3 separate regions of the Mus musculus genome follow, and regions 1 and 3 are each linked to region 2. The links are chromatin contacts, called in public HiChIP or PLAC-seq maps. All regions are on one chromosome and are shown on one strand. Each heading gives the region's core, a stretch centred on a gene start, on an enhancer-like site or on the middle of the called end of the contact. The rest is flanking DNA. Distances are from core to core; before and after follow the strand shown. Region 1 has its middle 66 kb from the start of Gm52302. Region 2 overlaps Tbc1d5 (TBC1 domain family, member 5). Region 3 holds the start of AY702103 (cDNA sequence AY702103).

The links. HiChIP or PLAC-seq counts read pairs in DNA pulled down with a chosen protein or histone mark.
Region 1: an H3K27ac HiChIP or PLAC-seq map of large pre-B cells shows a contact between it and region 2, with 7 times the contacts expected there. The contact joins two enhancer-like sites. A contact is called at or near these places in 1 of 484 Hi-C or Micro-C datasets (bone marrow-derived macrophages) and 2 of 115 datasets of contacts at active chromatin or transcription factors (cardiomyocytes and large pre-B cells).
Region 3: a contact with region 2 is called in an H3K27ac HiChIP or PLAC-seq map of large pre-B cells, with 4 times the contacts expected there. The contact joins the promoter of AY702103 here to the enhancer-like site in region 2. A contact is called at or near these places in 3 of 39 promoter capture datasets (the 3T3-L1 cell line, liver and neutrophils), 1 of 115 datasets of contacts at active chromatin or transcription factors (large pre-B cells) and 1 of 9 other capture datasets (embryonic stem cells).

What each region holds. Positions count from the first base shown.
Region 1 is chr17:49,967,214-49,970,466 of GRCm38.p6, forward strand. No RefSeq gene overlaps it. Among named protein-coding and RNA genes, the nearest start is that of Gm52302, 66 kb to the right of the region's middle. Within about 2 kb of position 1,413, at least 40 of the 459 cell types and tissues checked have an H3K27ac peak or open chromatin away from gene starts, as enhancers often do.
Region 2 is chr17:50,761,922-50,764,995 of GRCm38.p6, forward strand. All of the region lies in intron 18 of Tbc1d5 (TBC1 domain family, member 5), which reads right to left. Among named protein-coding and RNA genes, the nearest start is that of Gm41598, 27 kb to the right of the region's middle. Within about 2 kb of position 1,695, at least 73 of the 459 cell types and tissues checked have an H3K27ac peak or open chromatin away from gene starts, as enhancers often do.
Region 3 is chr17:50,237,957-50,241,184 of GRCm38.p6, forward strand. It overlaps AY702103 (cDNA sequence AY702103), which reads left to right and starts at 1,252. Exons shown (of 2, transcript NR_131975.1): 1 at 1,252-3,228.

The DNA of each region.
Region 1 (3,253 bases), core at 163-2,662, 790 kb before region 2:
TCAAAATAAAAGCATTCAGAGCTGGAGTGATCTCCCCCAGCCCAGTGAGTGGTTTAAGGCTGCCTTACTATGCTCCTGACAGACGTGGGCGGCAGGCATCACAGCGTGCCCCTTTCTCGGGTGAGCAGTGTGAGTCTGCACTTACCCCTGACGCTGGGCTCTTCCCTCGAATGACTGCACCCTTACCACTGACTTACTCTAGGCTGTGGGCTGTGGGTTCATGCCAACATCTAGCCTTATGGGTTACAGAGTAGCCGTTTAGTTAGGTCGCCACATTCTTTTCCATTCTTTGTCAGGGTGGCTCTGTGTTCTAGGTCTCTCAGGTCTCCAGCTTGGCAATGGCACTTGAGGCATTAAAGAGGTTGACTATGATTGCTGGCAGAAAGTATTCAGGACTGGGGATGAAGAGCTGGTGCAAGGAAAGACAGGCATCACCGCTGTGCTCAGCCAAGGCCACACAACTGTGGAGTCTTGGCTGGTACACCCTCTCACACTCGCCAGACTCTGGGACCCAACTCTAAGTACATGTATGAATTACAATGGACACAGGTGGGCCTCTTACCACCAACCCCCCAAAAGAATCCTTCAGCATAGGTTAGAGATGTGCCCCGGGTGTGACATGCTTCTGTATAGGAGCCACCCAGAAGCAATCTTAGTCACTTCCCTACTACTTCTCCTGTGACCAAGGTTAAGTTCCCAGGCTATTCTCAGCCAGAGACCCACTGATTATCAACTAGCTTCTTGGTAAGGCCTGCTTTTGGCCTTTTCAGAATTCCTCCTTCTTCCTTGAGAGTGAGAAGGGCACGCTAGCGACATGTCTGTGTGGCTGCTATATTCTGGTGTGGCACTCCTGCCTGTCTCCCGTGGTGGTTCCATTGTTGTGGGCAAGGAGGCTTCATGGCTTTGGGCGTGGCTCCAGCTCCGGCTCTGGCTCCGGCTCCGGCTCAGATGCATATATGGGCTTACGAAGCTGTTGCTTGGAAGGGCAGCAGCCAGCGTTTGAGTGGTGAGTGAACATGTACAATGCTCCACTGTCTGAAGAGAAGCCTAAGAGCGATATGGAAAGAGAATAATCACCCCTGCCCTTGTCCACAGTGTCCGACATCCACAACCATGAACTGGGGCCCTTTCCCTTGATCACACCTAAGCAGCGCTGAGTTCCCTGGCTCTTCACTCAGACTTCCTCCCCCACCCCATGATCCATCCGTTCAAGCCCAGTTTTAAGCTCCACTTCTGGTAGGATTGGCTGTTTCCTTTGCCCATCTCCCTACTCCGAGGAGATTTTAACATAGACTTTAATTTCATTGATAACGTTCGCCCTGACTGGACGAGATTATTGAGGGCAGGAAGTAGGGTGTGTCTCCCACAAGCTCAACGGCACTGCCCACAGTAGGCAGGTGCTTCCTGTGGCCTTTGCACATTAGAGCAGGATGAGAGATCAGGACACAGAGTGTGGCATCACTGCTGGTCCACTATGTGCTGGGCACTGGTGCTGCATCGCTGGACTGGTCCCTGGTATGTTAATGACGGACAGGGATACGTTGTTGTACTACACACCTAGCCCCTCAGTCTGGAATGTACACAGTAGCCTCCAGAGTGCTAATCCTGCAAAGGATGCTATGAAGTTGTGTGTTTAAGATCAGTTCTTTCCTGGATAGGTATTTTTCAAGATGTGTGAGTTATGAATGTTTTCTTAAATTAACATGGTGCTTTTAATTCATGAATTTTTCTGTGCCTCGGTTTTTTTCTGAAGGTGGCTCTCCAGAAGCAGAAGATCTCTATCAGCATTAAGCAGCAGAGGGCACTGCAGCTAAGGAGATGAAGCAGCAGAAATAGCTACACATGGAAATAGTGGAGACTCTGTGAACCTCCTCACTGATAGCATACAACAACTATGTTAATGTAGTTGAACTACAGCCTATATATATATATATTTTTTTTTTACCTTATTTAATTTAAAATGAAAGACAAGCTAAAGATTTCATGGAAAAGAGTCAAGGAGCATTTTCTATCTCAGAGGATTTAAATTATTATTGCTTATTATTATTATATTAAATATACTATGTATAATATTATTATAATTATATATAACATTTTAACATAATTTGTTATAGTATATCATAATAATTATTATAAATATATTTTAATTACTATAATTAAAAGTTATAATTGCATATTTATATAAATTTTTGTTTATATAAATGCAAATGTAAATATAAGATATAGCTTATATTATATTAAATAATTAATATATAATTACATTAGTATATATTATTCATATTATATATATGCATATATATTCATTATAATGACCTTGAACTCCTGCTACCTGGGGATCTACCTTTCCAGTTGCTAGAAGCATAGGCTATGCCTCCACAGCTGGTTACATGCAGTGCAAGGGATGAAACCCAGGGTTTCATGTTTTCTGGGCAAGCACTCTATCAACTGAGCTATATCTCAGCAACAGCATAGTCCAACTCTATGACAGGTTCATCATCCCACAAAGAACCCCTGTAGGTTACCATCCATTTTCCATCCTCCTTTTTATACCTTTAAAGTTTTGTCCATTTTGAATATTTCATATAAATAAAGTCATGAAGTATATGCCATCGTTGTGGTTTCTTTAACTTAAGATGACTCCAGTGTTTTCAGGGTTGCAGCATGTATCATTTCTTTATTGCACTGTATGGATACACTATATTTTTGTTTGTCCATATAGATATTTAGTTTTACTTTTGAGCTGCTGTGATCATCAATTGATGCTCATGTTTTGGGGACTGTTTGTATGTGTTTGCCTATGTGCTGTACACGAGAGCACGTTTGTGGAGGCCAAATGTCAACATGGGTGATCCATTTTTACTTAACTTTTATACAGAATGTGAAGGAAGGGTCCACATGTATTGTTTTTTGTGTGGGTGCCTGCCGGATTTGGCATGACCGCCGAAGTGATGATGTGATACAGTTCCCACCCCTGGGGCAGAGACAGCATGATGTGGGTCTCCTTGAGTGCTGATAGGTAATCTAGTCATAAGGCTTGTTTGCATAATAAAGCACATGATTTACTTCATGTTCCTCTTTTTTGAGAATGTTCTCCCTACCAAGGTTAATGGCTCCATAATAATCACAAACAGTGTGATTCCAGGAAGCAAGAATGTTTCTGGGGATCCTCAGCAAAATGATGGTGCTGTGACCTTCAGGACAGCCCTTAAGGCTGTGGGAAATAACTCTGAAAACATGAGTTCAAGAATACATG
Region 2 (3,074 bases), core at 445-2,944:
GGGCAGGGGATACTTTACTAGAAAAGAAAAAAAGCTAGCATCTAACTTTTTGGAGAGTGATATTAAATAAACTGGACAATGAGTGTCTTAGGGTTTTACTGCTGTGAACAGATAAAAAGGCAACTCTTACAAGGACAACAGTTAATTAGGGCTGGCTTGCAGGTTCAGAGGTTCAGTCCATTATCATCAAGGTGGGAGTGTGGCAGCATCCAGGCAGGCATGGTGCAGGAGGAGCTGAGAGTTCTACATCTTCATCTGAAGGCTGCTAGCAGAATACTGGCTTCCAGCAGCTAAGATCAGGGTCTTAAAGTCCACGCCCACAGTGACACCACACCTACTCCACCACGGAGAACACCTGCTAACAGTGCCACTCCATGGGCTGAGCGTATATAGACCCTCACAATGAGCTTTTCATGTATGGATCCATTTACTCTTCACAACAAACCTGTGTGGCAGATCCTCTCATTTACTGACAGATATTCCTGTCAGCCATATTCTCTGGGAGTATATGCTCCAGGTTAGGCAGCCAACCAAGAACCAGATCCCTTGGCTGCTCGCCCATGTCTTCCCTAGATGGACTCACATTCATGTTCTACGCTTTCCTAGCAAAGATTTAATGCACATTTACCAACTGTAATGGAGATACTAACTTCTAGTGGTTCACTAAACTATTTCCTTTCTAAAATGTTTAGAAATGGTTTATCATTGTAGTACATTTCAAATCCACTGCTTGTAAGGGTGAGGCAGGAAGATTGCTGGCAGTTGAAGATCAGCCTGCACTACATGGTGAGACCTTATTTAAAAGAAGAAAGGCATTTCTACAGGGGCATTAAGTTGGCTGAATATTATGCAATTTGGTTGTTTATAAAATACATCTTTCAGGTGTTAGTTATATACCTTCAGTACCTTTTTGATATTTTTTAAATAGTATAAGGTTTTATGATTTATTATTTACTTCCTTATCAACTTGATTAATAAATACATTCATTTACATTGTGTTAAGCCATGCAGAAAATACAATAACAGTTGAGATGTGGGCTCCTGGCCTCTATGAGTTTAGAGGAAGATACAGTCTGTACGTTCTTAAAGCCAAGAAAGGAGTAGGAAGCTCTGGAGAAGATGCAGGAGGATGCATGGAAATGAGAGCATGTTTTCTAGAATTCTGAAGGTACTGAAGGAGGAGGAATCAGAAGCAATGATAGAAAAGCATGTTCCAGGAAACAAGGATCCAGTCAACAAAGTTTTGTGTGTGTGTGTATGCAAGTGTCTGTGTGCATGTACAGGAGAGTGGCAGGTGAGCAAAGGAAAAACCAGTAATGAAGTCAAGTCAGAGAACTGAGAGGAGCAGGATCTTCAGATGGGCAGAAACCCCTCTCTCACATTCTTCCTTCCAGTAATGTGTGAGATGCTAGGGTCTGACACATAGTCTGCTGTTCCCACTGTCCCTAATGGAGACCATGTTTGAGGGTCACTTATGGACAAGAGTGACTGTCAGTTTTGCAGCAAAACAGGGCGAGAAGGGTCCTGGGGTGGGCTCTGCTCAGCTTCTAAGAGTGTCCTCAGATCACAAGATAAGCAGACATGGGAGCCAACACTGACAGCAGCAGCAGGAACCAGCCAAGAATAGCAGCTAGAGACAGGAAAGGCGCCCAGTCTTGCTTGAACAGATGGGTGAACAAGAAGTGGGAAGAACAGGAAACGGAAAGTCTTGATGAGAAGGAGGAAGGCTGCAGATGCTCTGAGGAAGCTGTGGTATACACAGGGTAAAACACACACACACTCGCGCACACACACTTGGTGTGAATGAAACCCAAGCCAGAGAAGCATATGGCAATAGCCCTGGAAGACAGCATCAGGAAAAATAGAACAAGAACACAATGACTACATATTACACTGCATTAAATGACAGGGTATGGGTGTGTGAAGCAGTTCAGCCGCTGTACTGGAGAACAAGCTGGAATATGAACGCTATAGCCCTAGCATTAGTGTATAAGAGGCCTGTCACATACAATAGTTAGGGCTTTAACGAGTCAGCAACTCTTTGAGCCCAAATATAAGATGGTAACACTATTTAGTATGGCCTGTAATTCTTAGGGGATTGGATTATTGGAGAGTCTTGATAAAGGACACAGTTTGGCCTAACAAGTGCTTTATAAATGTTACTTTTTTGTTGTTTTGTACTAGCAATGTACTCCTAGAACATTACCCCAGGGAACCATGTGCATACATAAAAGCAACTGAAGATATTAGTCAGGCATCCAAGGACAGCACATATACTCACGTGAACCCTGCATGTTTTTTAAAAATATTCTGTTGATGGACAATTCACAGACATACAACAGATGACTAACTGGAAAAATAAGATTGCAATGTATAAGTTTTTTTTTTTTTTTAAGTAGTCTTGACTTTGAAAAACATGGTGGGATTATACTTTTTTTTTTTCTGGATTTTCTACAAGGATATGGGGTTATATATTTACAAGAAAATAAGATTATTATGTGAACAACATACTAGGGAAGACATTTTTAAAAAGCAAAAGGGTTGGCTGGGGAAATGCCTCAAGCATAGAGACCCAGCTTTGGACCCCTGCATCAACTTCTCATCCAGCTGTAGCCATGTGTGATGCAATCCAGTGGTGACTATATGTGGACACTGATCTCTGGAGCTTGCTAGCCAACTAGTCTAGACAAACTGGTGTTTTGCTATGTATGTGCACACGTGTGCATGTGTGTGTGCATGCGTGTGTGCGTATGCGATTCTGTGCGTGCATGTACAGGAGAGTGGCAGGCGAGCAAAGGCGGAACAAATTATGAAGTCAACTCAGAGAACTTGGAGAAGCAGGTCCTTCAGATGGGCAAAAGGCCCTCCCTTCCATTCCTTTCTAGTCAAGAAGCTGTGGTTCAGCAAGAAACCCTGCCTCAAACAATAAGGTGAATGAGGTGGAGAGTGAGTGAGGAGGACACCTGACTTCAATCTCTAGCATCCCTAAGCATGTTACACATATGTACATACAAACATATAACCTTGTAGTGGTGAGTTTTATGCTACACCGGTTTGTGCTCCTGGTGGGTGGC
Region 3 (3,228 bases), core at 2-2,501, 520 kb before region 2:
TCTGCCTCCAGGACTGGGACCACATAGGTGTGCTCCACCACACTCTTCTGTACAAGGTGCTGGGGTGGAACCCAGAGCTTCCGGTGTGTATTGTGCAAGCAGCCTGCCAGCTGAGACACACGCCTTCCTTGTGTGTTGCTGAGAGGGAGGAGGAAGAGAGAATCTGAAAGGGGGTTGGGTGTCAAGAATTACTGATGTAGCAGTAAGAAGCGCTAAAATGCTTCCTCTACTTTATCCCACCATTTGGGACACTCCTGGGCCGGCAAGCGTGCTTCTGGATGCTTTGGAAAGCCACAGCAGGGAAGGTGGGGTCTCCTTAAAGCTGGAGAGATGATGTGGAACTGTGGGGACCGTGGTGGAACAGACAACACATCTTCTTTCAGGGTGTCGTCCTTCAGCTGCCAATTGCCAGCAAATGTGGTCTCATCGTCCTGTTTGCCAAAGCCAAGGGTGTGTATAAGACCCAGGAGCGAGAGGGTGTGGCCTTTGGAGATCTCTGCCGTGGGCTGTCAGTTTGGGAGAGCAGCATGGTATCCCAGTCACCAAGTAGTAGAGGTACTGGGGACTGGAGGAAGCAAAGCAGCAGGAGCCCTGTGACTGGGCACTCAACATGGAAGCCAGGGAGATGGCAAGCTCTCAAATTAGCAAGGGACATCTGAGAGATTTAGACTTCCTGCAAAGGGTAGTCCAATTCTAGAACGATTCTCCAGGATCTAGAAGATGTAGGTCTGTGCACAGCTCACTGTGACTCAGCTACCAATGTCAGTGGTAGGACTGTACCACTAGTGTGTTTGTTCAAGACGGTGCCTCCAAGGTCCTGCTGGCTGCAGATATCCCTGCCTCCAGGTCCTCAGAATCTAGCTTCAAGACTGTGTCCTCTACCAGCAAATCATCTTTCCAGGACAGGTGTTCTTTCTTGTCAAGAGAAGGGAATGTTGTCAAGATTACCCAGAGCTCTGAGAGCAGCTGGAACAACACTTTAAAAAGGGGTTCATGACAACACCTGGGTTAGATATGCAGGCCACTCAAGTGCCAGGAATGGCTTTCCTGCCCTGGACTCCCTTTGCAAACTCTATATATTTTGTAAACTCTGTACACTTTATAAAGTTTGTAAACCTCAACTCAGAAAATGGTCCTGGCTGAGACTGAGGCTCTCCAGCAGCCAGGCCCCTCCCCCAGAACCCCACTAACTGTCATAACTGTCAGAAGGGTCATCTCCAGCATGTCAACAGGCCCCACCCACGTTATGCTAATTCTAGGTGAAAAGCCTGAATAAAAGCCACCAATTCCTGAATAGGAAAATCCACCAAACCCTGAACTTCCCACAGAAACTCACCTATCCCTGGACATCAAAACCCACCAATCCCTGAACAGGTAAACTCACCAATCCCTGAGCTCCCTCAGGCTCAGAAATTGAGATGCCAGCCATCCTCACTCTGGAAATCTTACTCTAGAAAGGTCCATGCCCTAAGAACACCTATACAAGCACTGGACTTTGTCCAATTAGCAAGTGCTCTCTGCACTCTCCTGAAACCATAGGCACTAATATTCCAGGATGCATTCTTCCATACTGTGGACACACCAATGAATGCCTTTCATGAGCTCTGCTGTCATGTTCTTCTCTCATTGGAAGAAGACAAGAAGCAATGAAGACAAGAAAGGAAGAGAAGGAGTAGGCTTGAGGCTCCTGAGCTCAGCTGGGGACATCCTTCCCTGGAGCTGGGAAGCCTCCAATGAGGAAGGAGACTTCCTCTCAAAGATGTGTGGTTCCTGGGCCCCCGTGTCTCCAGAAACCCTTCCCTTGGGACACTGTCACACCTCAGAGCTGGATGGTTCCTGAGTTCCAAGGCCCTGAACACCTTCTCATCCAAGCACAAAGGCCAACAACCAGGGCCACTGGCCCTACAAGATCCAGATATCATCTGGTAAAGTCTGAGAACCAACTCCCAGAGATGGGTCATGCAGAAGTTAATCCTGAAGCTCCATCTTCCTCAACACTGGCAGATAAAAGCCACCCAGGAGCCTCCACAGGAGCGCCTGTCTCATCAATGGGTCCAGCCATATTCCAGATTTGGAAGGACCTTTGCAAGGATCTGACAAACATTGCAGGAAGATCTCTGAGAGATCTGTACAGGATCCCAGAGGGTTCCCTGGGCAAAGATCTAGAGGCTGTCTCCGAGACACGGGTGGACAGTTGCTATGTCAGACAGCCAAGAAGTGACTCACCAAGTCCCCAGCTAGTCTCCCCAGGAAAACAGCAGCTAGAGGGTATACTGAAAACCACTCAAGCAGCAAGTGGAGCCATTACAATGCCATTAAGGTGCCTGTGGGCACTTGTCAAGGAATTGCTGTGGACCACACAGTGGTCCTGCCTGAAAACTCAGAGACAAGTTCTGAAAACCCAGAGACAAATATGGAAGCTCAGAAGCAGTGATCCTTGAATGATGGGGCCACCTGCAAGAATATTTCCCAATGGGCCTTCATTCCTACAAGAAGATGCCTTTTGGGTGAGGCAAAAAGATGGAGCTTGCTTCTCAGAGACCTCAAAATCCTACATCTTTCCAACACAAACAGGTCTGTAGCTTTGCCATTTCCCACAGCCTCTGACTCCCTCTCCGACCTGCTGGGATTCTAGAGATGATTTCCTGGGAGAGCTTTTTCAGAAAAGTTCAGAAGAGGAAGTGAGGACAAAAATGGCTTCTAGTATATGCAGACTGCTCCCTCTACCCGCCAGCTCAAATTCCTGAGAGGGAGTCCATCTAATGACAACAATTGGCCATCTGAGGCACCCAAAGTGTTTAGAAGGACAATGTGACTTCCCTATGCACCACACACTGCATTGTGGGCAGAGACTGGCCCAGTGATAAGGCTCTTGGATCTTGGACAGGCAACCCAGAGCCAGGTTCAAACCTAGTCAAGGATAGGTATGAGCCCCAGGAGAGTAAGGGTGTGGCCTTTGGAGATCTCTACCACGGGCTGTCAGTTTGGGAGATCAGTGTGGCACCCCAGTTACCAAGTACTAGAGGTATGGGGACTGGAGGAGGCAGAGGAGGAGCAGGAGCCCTGTGACTAGGCACTCAACATGGAAGCCAGGGAGATGGCAAGCTCTCAAACTTAACAAGGGGCAGCTGAGCGATTTAGAATCACTGCAGACCAGCAAAAGATATTCCCCTTCCACGACTATTTTCCAGGATCCAGAAGACTTATGCCTGAACACATCTCACTGTG